Regions from separate parts of the Ovis aries genome. Here region 1 is linked to region 2. The links are chromatin contacts, called in public Hi-C maps. All regions are on one chromosome and are shown on one strand. Each heading gives the region's core, a stretch centred on a gene start, on an enhancer-like site or on the middle of the called end of the contact. The rest is flanking DNA. Distances are from core to core; before and after follow the strand shown. Region 1 overlaps SLC45A3 (solute carrier family 45 member 3). Region 2 overlaps MFSD4A (major facilitator superfamily domain containing 4A).

Evidence for each region. A called contact is a pair of places that touch in the nucleus more often than the background predicts.
Region 1: a Hi-C map of hypothalamus shows a contact between it and region 2, with 4 times the contacts expected there. The contact joins two enhancer-like sites. A contact is called at or near these places in 13 of 16 Hi-C or Micro-C datasets (blood, hypothalamus, liver and 7 more).

The regions. Positions count from the first base shown.
Region 1 is chr12:3,269,419-3,273,679 of ARS-UI_Ramb_v3.0, forward strand. It overlaps SLC45A3 (solute carrier family 45 member 3), which reads right to left. Exons shown (of 6, transcript XM_027976217.2): 6 at 1,997-3,718. The coding sequence ends at 3,287. Among named protein-coding and RNA genes, the nearest start is that of SLC45A3, 19 kb to the right of the region's middle. Within about 2 kb of position 1,898, at least 5 of the 54 cell types and tissues checked have an H3K27ac peak or open chromatin away from gene starts, as enhancers often do. A contact at or near this core is called in hypothalamus, where this site is marked.
Region 2 is chr12:3,215,003-3,219,886 of ARS-UI_Ramb_v3.0, forward strand. It overlaps MFSD4A (major facilitator superfamily domain containing 4A), which reads left to right. Exons shown (of 9, transcript XM_060396284.1): 5 at 150-265; 6 at 1,186-1,359; 7 at 4,090-4,237. Among named protein-coding and RNA genes, the nearest start is that of MFSD4A, 18 kb to the left of the region's middle. Within about 2 kb of position 3,524, at least 29 of the 54 cell types and tissues checked have an H3K27ac peak or open chromatin away from gene starts, as enhancers often do. A contact at or near this core is called in hypothalamus, where this site is marked.

The DNA.
Region 1 (4,261 bases), core at 648-3,147, 53 kb after region 2:
GGTGACAAAGCTGCCAGGCCGCTGTAGTCAAATTTGATCCTGGAAACCAAGAGCTCTTTCCCCGGCTGCACAAGCAGCACCCCCAGCCCCAAGCTGCCCACCGAGGGGGTGTTCCCTACCCCCGCCCCTCCCACTCCCGTTCCTGCAGGGAGAAGCACCCCAGGCCGGAAAGACAGACCCATGAAGGAACAAAGGATGGGGCAGCCCCCCTCCAATTCCTGGGCTCAGACCACAAGCCAGCACTCCATCCTGTTCTGGGAGATGGCAGGCGCTGGGGGGTGAAGGTAGGGAGGTGCGGATAGCCTGACCCTCCTCTCTCCACAACAATCGTTTCCTTTCTCTAAACTCTGTTAACGTCTTTGCTTCGTGTTCTTAAATTTTCTATGTACATCCTACCTGATACATCTATGCACACCTGATCACACCTCTTATTCCTTTCCATCTAAATTAATGATCTTAAAGGACACTGGCCAGGTTGTGTCCTTGACTCATCTGAGACCCACGTGGAAAGGACTGAGTAAATCCTATTTGTGGTATCTTTGAGGTTACTTGCAGTTTCCTTCTTTCCAGAGCCCCCTTTCTTCCTTCTTCTTTCCCCCTTTTCTGTACTTCTTAGTGAGCTGGCATTTCTGTGAGGAATGTAGTTTAAAGCTGAGGAATTACCATTGTGAATCAACTATAATCCAATATAAAAAAAACAACAACTGAAGAGCTACCAACACAAGACCTCACAGCCTGTGAGCTGGCTTAGCGGGTCTCCAGTATTGAAAATTTGTGCTAGTAAGGCCCTCTGAAATTAAGAAAACAATCTTTGGCCTGCAGACCACACCTGGAGAGCGGCCCCCTCTCACTGCAGCTAGAGAAAAAGCCTGCGCAGCAACAAAGACCCAGCATAGCCAATGAATAAGTAAGTGAAATTATATAAAAAAGATTGTTTTAATTTCAGAGGGCCTTATCTCGGCTCTAGGCTTCAGGAGGTGCACTTCCTCGGTTCTTTGAGCGAAGGCTAATGGTGCACGGGCCCAGCTGCTCTTTGGATGTGGGATCTTCCTTCCCTTCCCACAGGGATCAAGCCTGTGTCTCCTGCACTGGCAGGCGGATTCTTTACCACTGAGCCACAAGGGAAGCCCGAGAAAACAATTTTATTTACAAGTGCATCGGAAGAATACATAGGAACAAGTCTAACCACAGAGGTAGATGACTCGTGCGGGGCTAGCCAGAAAGTTCATTTCCTTTGGACCAGGAAAAACAGTGAACATGCCTCTGGGCCAGCTTCTAATTTCTGGCGGCACGGAAAGGCTGACATTAGACCAGTGGCTCTTATTGCTCCTCACACACATACACATGCATGCTAGGCCAGGCCTTGAGCTCTGTTTCAGCATGGTAGAAATTAGAGAAGTAAAATATATATGTATGTATATATATAAACACGTGTAATCTCTAATCCTGAACCTAAATAGGCAGTATCGATAGAAACTCACCATGTATTGACGTGAAACATTTTTTTCCCCTAGTTTGGTCCACAGAAAAGGCCTAATACCAATGATCAACCTAATAATAAGTACTCCCAATGCCAATATTATGGTCACTGTGGAAAACAACCTTTTCCCACAAAAGTCAATCAGATGCCCTTAGAGAAAATAGCTCATTTCAGATCTACGGCAAGAAACACACAAGGTGAGCTGGGACAGCTGGTAATGCCAGAAAGCAAAGACGCTTTCAAAGACCATTAAGTCTGCTAGGGGCATCCTCTTGTTGAGGCTCTTCTTGGCCACACTGTGAGCCCTGTGATAAGGAAAATGCGCCCCTCCCTGTGCCTTACTCCCCTTCCCCCCAGAGCTGCTCCCCAGTCCCCGGGTAGGACAACGCAACAGGCAAAAGACAGATGAGTGCTGGTCTGTGGCTCCCCCTGCTGGCGGTGCTGGGACCTGCCGCTGCCCAGACCCGGTCTTGACAGGGGCTGGTCTTTCCCCCTCAGAAAAGACACAAAGACCAGTGAAACATAGAAGAAGGCTTTAATTTCATCACCATAAACATTATACTCTGATTGCTCACATACAGCATAAAATATTTACTCCGCTAAATAAATAAGACGTGACATTATTACAAACGGCACTTAAACCCCCAGAGAGATAAGACCTCCTTAGCCCAGGTAGGGGGTGCTCCTGAGTTTCTGCACTAGAGTTCTTAAGCACAGATATGCCCTGGGGGCTGAGACGGATAGAGGCTCAAAGAGCCACACTCTGTGCTTCTGGTCCCACAACAGCCCCAAAGAAGGGACTGTGGAGCGGGCGAGGAAAGGTGGGCTTGGAGGCCCAGTCCTAGAGTGGGGGGGAGTTTGGGGGCTGGCAGGGTCACGAGGTGGGGGGTTCTAGGGAGGCTGCTGAGACCTGGAGCCCCACCCTTCACATTCCCTAGCCCTCCCCACCTCAGGTGCCAGGAGCTGGGGTATCAGTTGGGGTGAGTGGAGTTTGCAAGCTCAAGGTTAGGCAGTTTGGAGGCCAGACCAATCCCTCCAGGAGAAGGAGATTCTGGCAACCCTCATCCCAATAACCAACCATCTCAGGGGACCTAGTCGCCGAGGATCTTATCCTACCCAACTCCTAGACACTTTGATTCCCCTTCTACTTAAATAAATAAGTTAAATATTTAAAGACCAGGGTCCCTGTGATGGCACCACAGGGGCCAACAAGCAAAGTCCTAATAAAGTGTAGGGGAGGGGGAATAGCAGAAAGGGGGTGCTGGAGGGCGGGGCAGCTTGCCTTTACCACTCAGGATCGTGCTCCCCCCAAGTCCTTTCCGTACTTGCAAATCCTGCAGAGTCTCACCGTAGAAACTCCCGTGCAGGAGCGGCAATGGGAGAACCTGCAGGATAAAGGCCCTTGGTGCTAGAACAGGCAGCTGCATTTACTCAAATTTGGGATTTACCCCGATCCCTTCACTGGGTATATCCTGACCAGGACCCCAGCTGTCCACCCTGAGCCTGGGCGATCCCCAGGCAGAGTCCCGCATTCCAGTGCATGGACCTACTTAAATGCCCTGCCCTTCTCCCCTTGGAGAAGTCCAGACAAGCCTTCTGAAGAGCAACCAAGCCAGCCGGCCCGAACGACTGGCATAGGGCTGGGAGGGAAGAAGCACCTTGCTGCCACCGGGAGGCAGTGGAGAGCCCTACCAACCACTTTGGCAGCAGCGGAAAGGGCAAGACCAGCCCCGGCCCCAGGAGGCTGAGCAGGGAGAGCTGGACTCAGGGAGGCAGGCCCTCCGCCCTCCGTGCCTGGCGAGCACCCTACACAGAGTATTTGGCCAAGTCACTCTTGTCAAACACTACCTGCGTGACAAAGTAAATGGCAACCAGACCCAGGCCTGCCGCCGAGACCATGTAGGCAGTGACGGACTGGCTGAGCTGAACGATGAAGCCCATAAACAGAGACGGGGCCACCTGAGACAGCAGGAAGGCGCTGTCCAGAATGGCCAGGTCTAGGCAGATGCCACGGCCCGGGACCGCCTTGGCCTCGGGCGGCTCAGCCACCGCGGTGCGCACCGAGCCGTCACAGGGAGAGGCCCCGCAGAGAGCGGGCGGGGCTGCCAGCAGGCCGCCAGGGCCCCCGTGTCCGTGGGGGGAGGGGGATGCGGCCTTGGGGCTCGGCAAGAAGCTGGTCATCACGACGTCCTCGCTGGCACCGCCTCCGTCGTCTCCTCGGTACTTGGGCAGGAAAACCTGGGGGAGGAGAGGGGGACACACCAGGACAGGTCAGCACCCAGACACGGGGTCCCCCAGCTGTGAGAACTGGCCCTGGCCTTCATCTCAGGGCCGAGAGGAAGCCAGCAAAGGGTTGCAATGAAAATCGGGAGCAGGGCAGAGAACTGGGCAGACCCTGCGTGGTCTGCGTCTCCGGAGAGGAGTCTCCTCGGGAATGGGGGTCGGGGGCCCAGAAGAGGACCCCTGGAACCACATGTCGAGGTCTCCTCCAGCCTCTCCTCAAGTCAGTGTGACAGATGCAGTCGGCACTGCCAGTTAGGAGGAGGACGGAGCCCCAGGGTAAAAAGGAAAGACAGAAGGAAGACTGGAGGGCAGAGAGACACGGCGGGGCGGAGGAGCACAGGTGAGGACCCCGCTGCGCCGGGCCGCCCCCTCTTCCCAGCCTCCTCCTCCAGGTCCCTGCCACCGGCCACTGGAAACCCTCGACTCCCGTCCCAGCTGCGCTCCTGTGGGAGCCGTCCTGTCTGTCCTACCATCTGCCAGGGACAAGCACGGCCTGAC
Region 2 (4,884 bases), core at 2,274-4,773:
AGCCTCTCTGAGCCCTGCTTCCAGCCGCCCTGCGAAACGGACAGAGGCTGTCCTCATGAGCCGTCGGAAGGTGGAGAAGGTGGGAGGCAGGAAGTGGTCTCCTTTCTGCCAGAACTGAGACCTGTCCCCCATTCCTGTGTCCCATCCAGGGCACGAGGACCTGTTCAGCTGCTGCCAGAGGAAGAACTTCAGAGGGGTCCCTTCTTCCTTCTTCGCCATCCACATCACAGCCGCCCTGGTCCTGTTCATGACCGACGGGCTGACGGTGAGCCTGCCCTTGGAGGGCGCCCCTCATGGGGCACCCCCTGAGCCTCAAGTCCAGGTGTGGAGAGAGAAAGGAGGTGAATCAAGGTTTCCTAGAGACCGCACCTCTAGTACAGTTGATCCAAGTGTTTAAACTCAGTATAAGTCCCAGGCAAGAGCCTCTCTAGAACTGAATACAGCCTCTGGGAACCTTGGTCTTCTGTGTTGTTCCGTTTTTATTTTCATGAACCCTGTGGATAAGGGACTCTGGTGTGTTACACGTTTTTCAAAGGGGCAGTGCCCTGTTCCCCCAGGTAGAGGTCATGCCATATAGACGCTAGGGCTTTCTGCTTCCTGGAACACTTTCCAAGCCTCGGCTTCTCAAGCCACGTGGTAAACAAGCTACAGGCAGTATCCGGGCCCAGCTAGCCACCAGTGACCTCTGTTACTCTGTTTACTGCTTTTCTCCAGAAACCTCTGCAGGATTAGATTAGGACTGTTTGCAGTCGCTGATTGATTAACTGGTTGCCATATGAGGGACTCTCCAAAGAAAAGGCCCTGAAGGCCTAGATGACCTGGTAGAAAGTACTCGTGACAGAACTGGTTGACTTCCAATGCTCAGTGTGACCTTGGGCAAGTCACTTCCCTCCGCCCTTTCATCTGTAAAATGAGATGCGTGTACACACCTTTTTTAGCTGCGGCGCCCTTCCTTTAGCAAAAAACCTTCCTGAGCCCCCGGCTCCCGTGGGCACCATCTGCAGGCTTCCCGTGGGCACTGTCTGCGGGCTGTGGCGCCCAGGTTCCAGCCTCAGCTCAGGCCCATGTGTGCCAGGTGGGCTCGGCTCCAGGCCTCTGGAGCAGGGCTGGTCCCCACTGGCCCAGACCACGCCTGCCCGGCTGGGGACACTGCAGGTGTGCTCAGCGGGACCCATCTCCCCACAGGGCGCATACTCCGCCTTTGTGTACAGCTATGCAGTGGAGAAGCCGCTGTCCGTGGGACACAAGGTGGCCGGTTACCTCCCCAGCCTCTTCTGGGGCTTCATCACCCTGGGCCGGCTCATCTCCATTCCTGTCTCCTCCAGAGTAAAGCCAGCCACCATGGTTTTCATCAATGTGGTAAGTGGCCCCTTTCACTGCTTGGAGACCCAGAAGAACCGTTCACCCTGTGCCATAGCCCTGCCCCAGGACACCTTCTCAGACTGGACTCTGCCCCAGGTGAGGGGGGCGGGGCGCGGGGGTGGAATGTCGACGCACAAGGGTGGGAAAGAGATGCTGGGGTGGAAACCCAAGGCATGCGGCCCACTTGCATGGTCTTGGAAAAGCTCTTTCCTCTCTCTGGGGCTCAGACTTTGTACCCACTGAAGAAAGGGGCCATGGGAAGTGACTGGTGCTGTGTCGGGAGCAGGTCCCCGCTGACAGCCTGCCGGACGAGGAGGGAAGCAAGGCTGACCTCGATCCTTCCTGGTTCACCCTGGTGCCCAGGGAGGAGGTCAGAGCGCTGTGGCCGGCAGAGGCACCATCTTGGGGATGGTGCCTGGGAATTTGCATCTTGCAGCTCTCCCAGAGTAGCACGTAGGATGACCTTCAAGGAGCTAGTCTCTCTGGAGGTCTGGGCCTGAGAGGTGGTTAAGACTTTCCATCCTGATGTGTATCCCCGCCACCACCTATGACAAAGAGGTCCAGATTACAGACTCCTGTAAGGTTGTTTAGCCCAACTTCTGACCAGGGCTCAAATCACCTCTATAATACTGCTTCCAAGCGGTCTAAAATCTGTCTAAACACCCCTAGTGAATGGAAACTCACCACCTCTCCAAGAAGTCCAATCCACTGTCAGAATGTACTTTCTTGAGTTTCTAGAGGAGGGTGGGGAAATAATGTAGAGGCTCTTGCCTGGAGAATCCCATGGACGGAGGAGCCTGGCAGGCTACAGTCCACGGGGTCGCAAGAGTTGGACACGACTGAGCGACTACCACCACCACCACCATAGAGGCCAAAGGTCATGAGCCCCAAGAAAGGCCCTTGGATTGGGCCTTGTGCTGACTGATGACTTAAAAGAAAGAACTTTTGTTCAATGTAGCTGGGAGGTGGGGGTGGCGTAGAAGCCAAACTCAAAGAGTTTGGGAATTCCCTGGTGGTGCGGGTTAGTGGTGAGGACTCATTGCTTCTACTGCAGGGGGCATGGATTTGATGGGGGCTGAGAGCAGGGAAGGGAAGGGAGAGGGAGAGAAGGAAGCAGACGTGTGAGGAGCTGAACAGGCTTGTTTGACAAGAGTTGGGTGGTGTGAGTGCATTTGCAGGCAGAGGAGAGAGGGAGGGAGCCTGTGAGGACACGGGGTCAGAGGGGACGCGAATGGGGAGGCCAGGGAGAGGCGAGGGGTCGGAGGGCAGCGTGTGGAACAGGGGTGGCGCGATGCAGGTCCCCCTGGGGGAGAAGATGAGGGTACAGAGGCTGCTGGTGGCCCGGCTCTCCAGCACACGAGGCCAGCTGCTTAAAGACAGAGTGACTCTGAGTTTGGGAGAAAGCAGGAAGTCGGAGGCCTCCACGGGACTCAGACACTGGCAATAAACTCAGCCGGGGTGCTGGGTTTAAAGAGGAAAATCAGATTTCTGGGTCCAACTCAGACTTGGTGAATCCGAATGTCCAGGGGTAGGGGCTAGCAATCTATACCGTCAACAGACACCCGAGGGTGGGGGTTGGAGGGTGGGGGTGTTCCTGTCATCAAGAAGTTTGGAAAAACACTATCCTACAGCAAGTGATTCCCAAATACATTAGCCCCCTCAACCCCATGTGCTTTTGGAATATACAGATTCCTGGGCCCCGGCCCCGGGGAGTCGGGGAGTGGAGTGGAACCCGGGTGTCTGAGTTGTTTTTAAGCTCTTTAAGTGCTTTTCTTCGGCAGGTTGCTGGGACCGTAACTGAACCGCCCTGAACAGGGTGCAGCTGCCAAGTCTCAAATTCACCGCGGTTTCTTCTCAGATTCCACTCCGTTTAAAATTAAGGGTTAAGGGTTATTCTGCTCTTGATGTTCTCCTGGATCTCAACAGTCACTCACGGGTTGATGAGCACACACGCTGTGTGCGGGGCCCTGCAGGGAACGGCTAGGCTGCCGTGTTCTCTAAGTGGAGCTCTCTGGCTTTAGGGCGCTTCCAGTTGGCTAGGGAAGAAGATGGGGAGAGGGAGTCTGTGTCCTGGCTGGAAGGCAAGGCGAGGGGGAGGAGCTGGTAGGCAGCTGGGGAGCGGGCTGAGGGCCCCGGCTGGGCTGGCCGCTGGCGAGCGGGCACGCCGAGTGGGGGCGGAGTTGCTAACTTGCCCTGGCATCCTGCGTCTTCTGTCAATCAGGCGAACGTAAGCGAGAGGTGCGGTTTGTTGTTGTTTTTGCCACACCTCGCCACGTGTGAGATCTTAGTTCCCCGTCCGGGGATCAAACACACGCCCCCCGGCAATGGAAGCGCAGGTTCTGAACCGCTGGACCGCCAGCGAAGTCCTGAGTTGGGTGTTTTTCAAACGTGCCAAGTGTAGCGATTCTCAGGTGACTCTTGGAGGCCTGGTGTAAGCGGAGGGGAGCAGGAGGCGACCGCGCCTTAAGCTCGCGCGGCAGGCCGTCCGCGCGATGCCGGGGGCTGCTCGCCCTCCTCTCCGGGTCTCTCCGGTCCTCGGCGTTCTCCTTCCTTGGCAGACGCAGCTGGGGAAGGTGCAGTTCCCGCGCACTCCACAGGGCCGTGCCCTAGTCACACAGCCCGCCCGGGGCCAGGAGGCGTTTCGTCTGGAGACGGACCGGCTTTTCTTTCTCAGCGGCCACCCAGCTGCTCCCCAGCTCCTCAGCGCCCCCTTCTCTGCTGTGACAGGTCGGCGTGGTGGTGACGTTCCTGGTGCTTCTTGTTTTCTCCCATAACGTGGTCTTCCTGTTCGTGGGGACGGCCAGCCTGGGTCTGTCCCTCAGCAGCACCTTCCCCAGCATGCTGGCCTACACCGAGGACGCGCTGCAGTACAGAGGTGAGCCCCTGCTTCCTCCGCGCCCACCCTCTCCCCGGGGCCTCACAGCCTGAATGTGGGAAAGGCTCACAAACAGTGTTGTTCCGACCCGCGTGGCCCCCTTCTTTCAACATATGCTGGATCGTGAGATTTCAGACCACAGACAAGCAGTGAGCGCCTCTTTCCCATCTTCTTTTTCCCCATAGTGGTTGGTGGTGGTGGTGGTGGTTTAGCCGCTCAGCCGACTCTGTGTGACCTGGACTGTAGCCTGCCAGGCTCCTCTGTCCATGGGATTTTCCAGGCAAGAATACTGGAGTTGGGTTGCCATTTCCTTCTCCAGGGGATCTTCCTGACCCAGGGATCGAGCCCAAGTCTCCTGCATTGCAGGCAGATTCTTTACCAACTGAGCATGTCACACAGCTGGCATTTTGGGTAACAGGCATGTACTGGAAATTCCAAGTTCAAGGAAAAGCAAATATGCATGGGAAAAATTATAGCACAGAGAAAGAGTTTTATAACTTATCAGTAAAAGTACCTGCTTGCTTTGTTTTCTTGTGGATGTTGTTGGAAACAGAGGATTGGAACAGTGACTCCACACCTGATTCACGGTTGTGACATGGCCTCTTTGAAAACCTCTGATTCTCTCAACTAAGCTTCCCTTTCTGTAG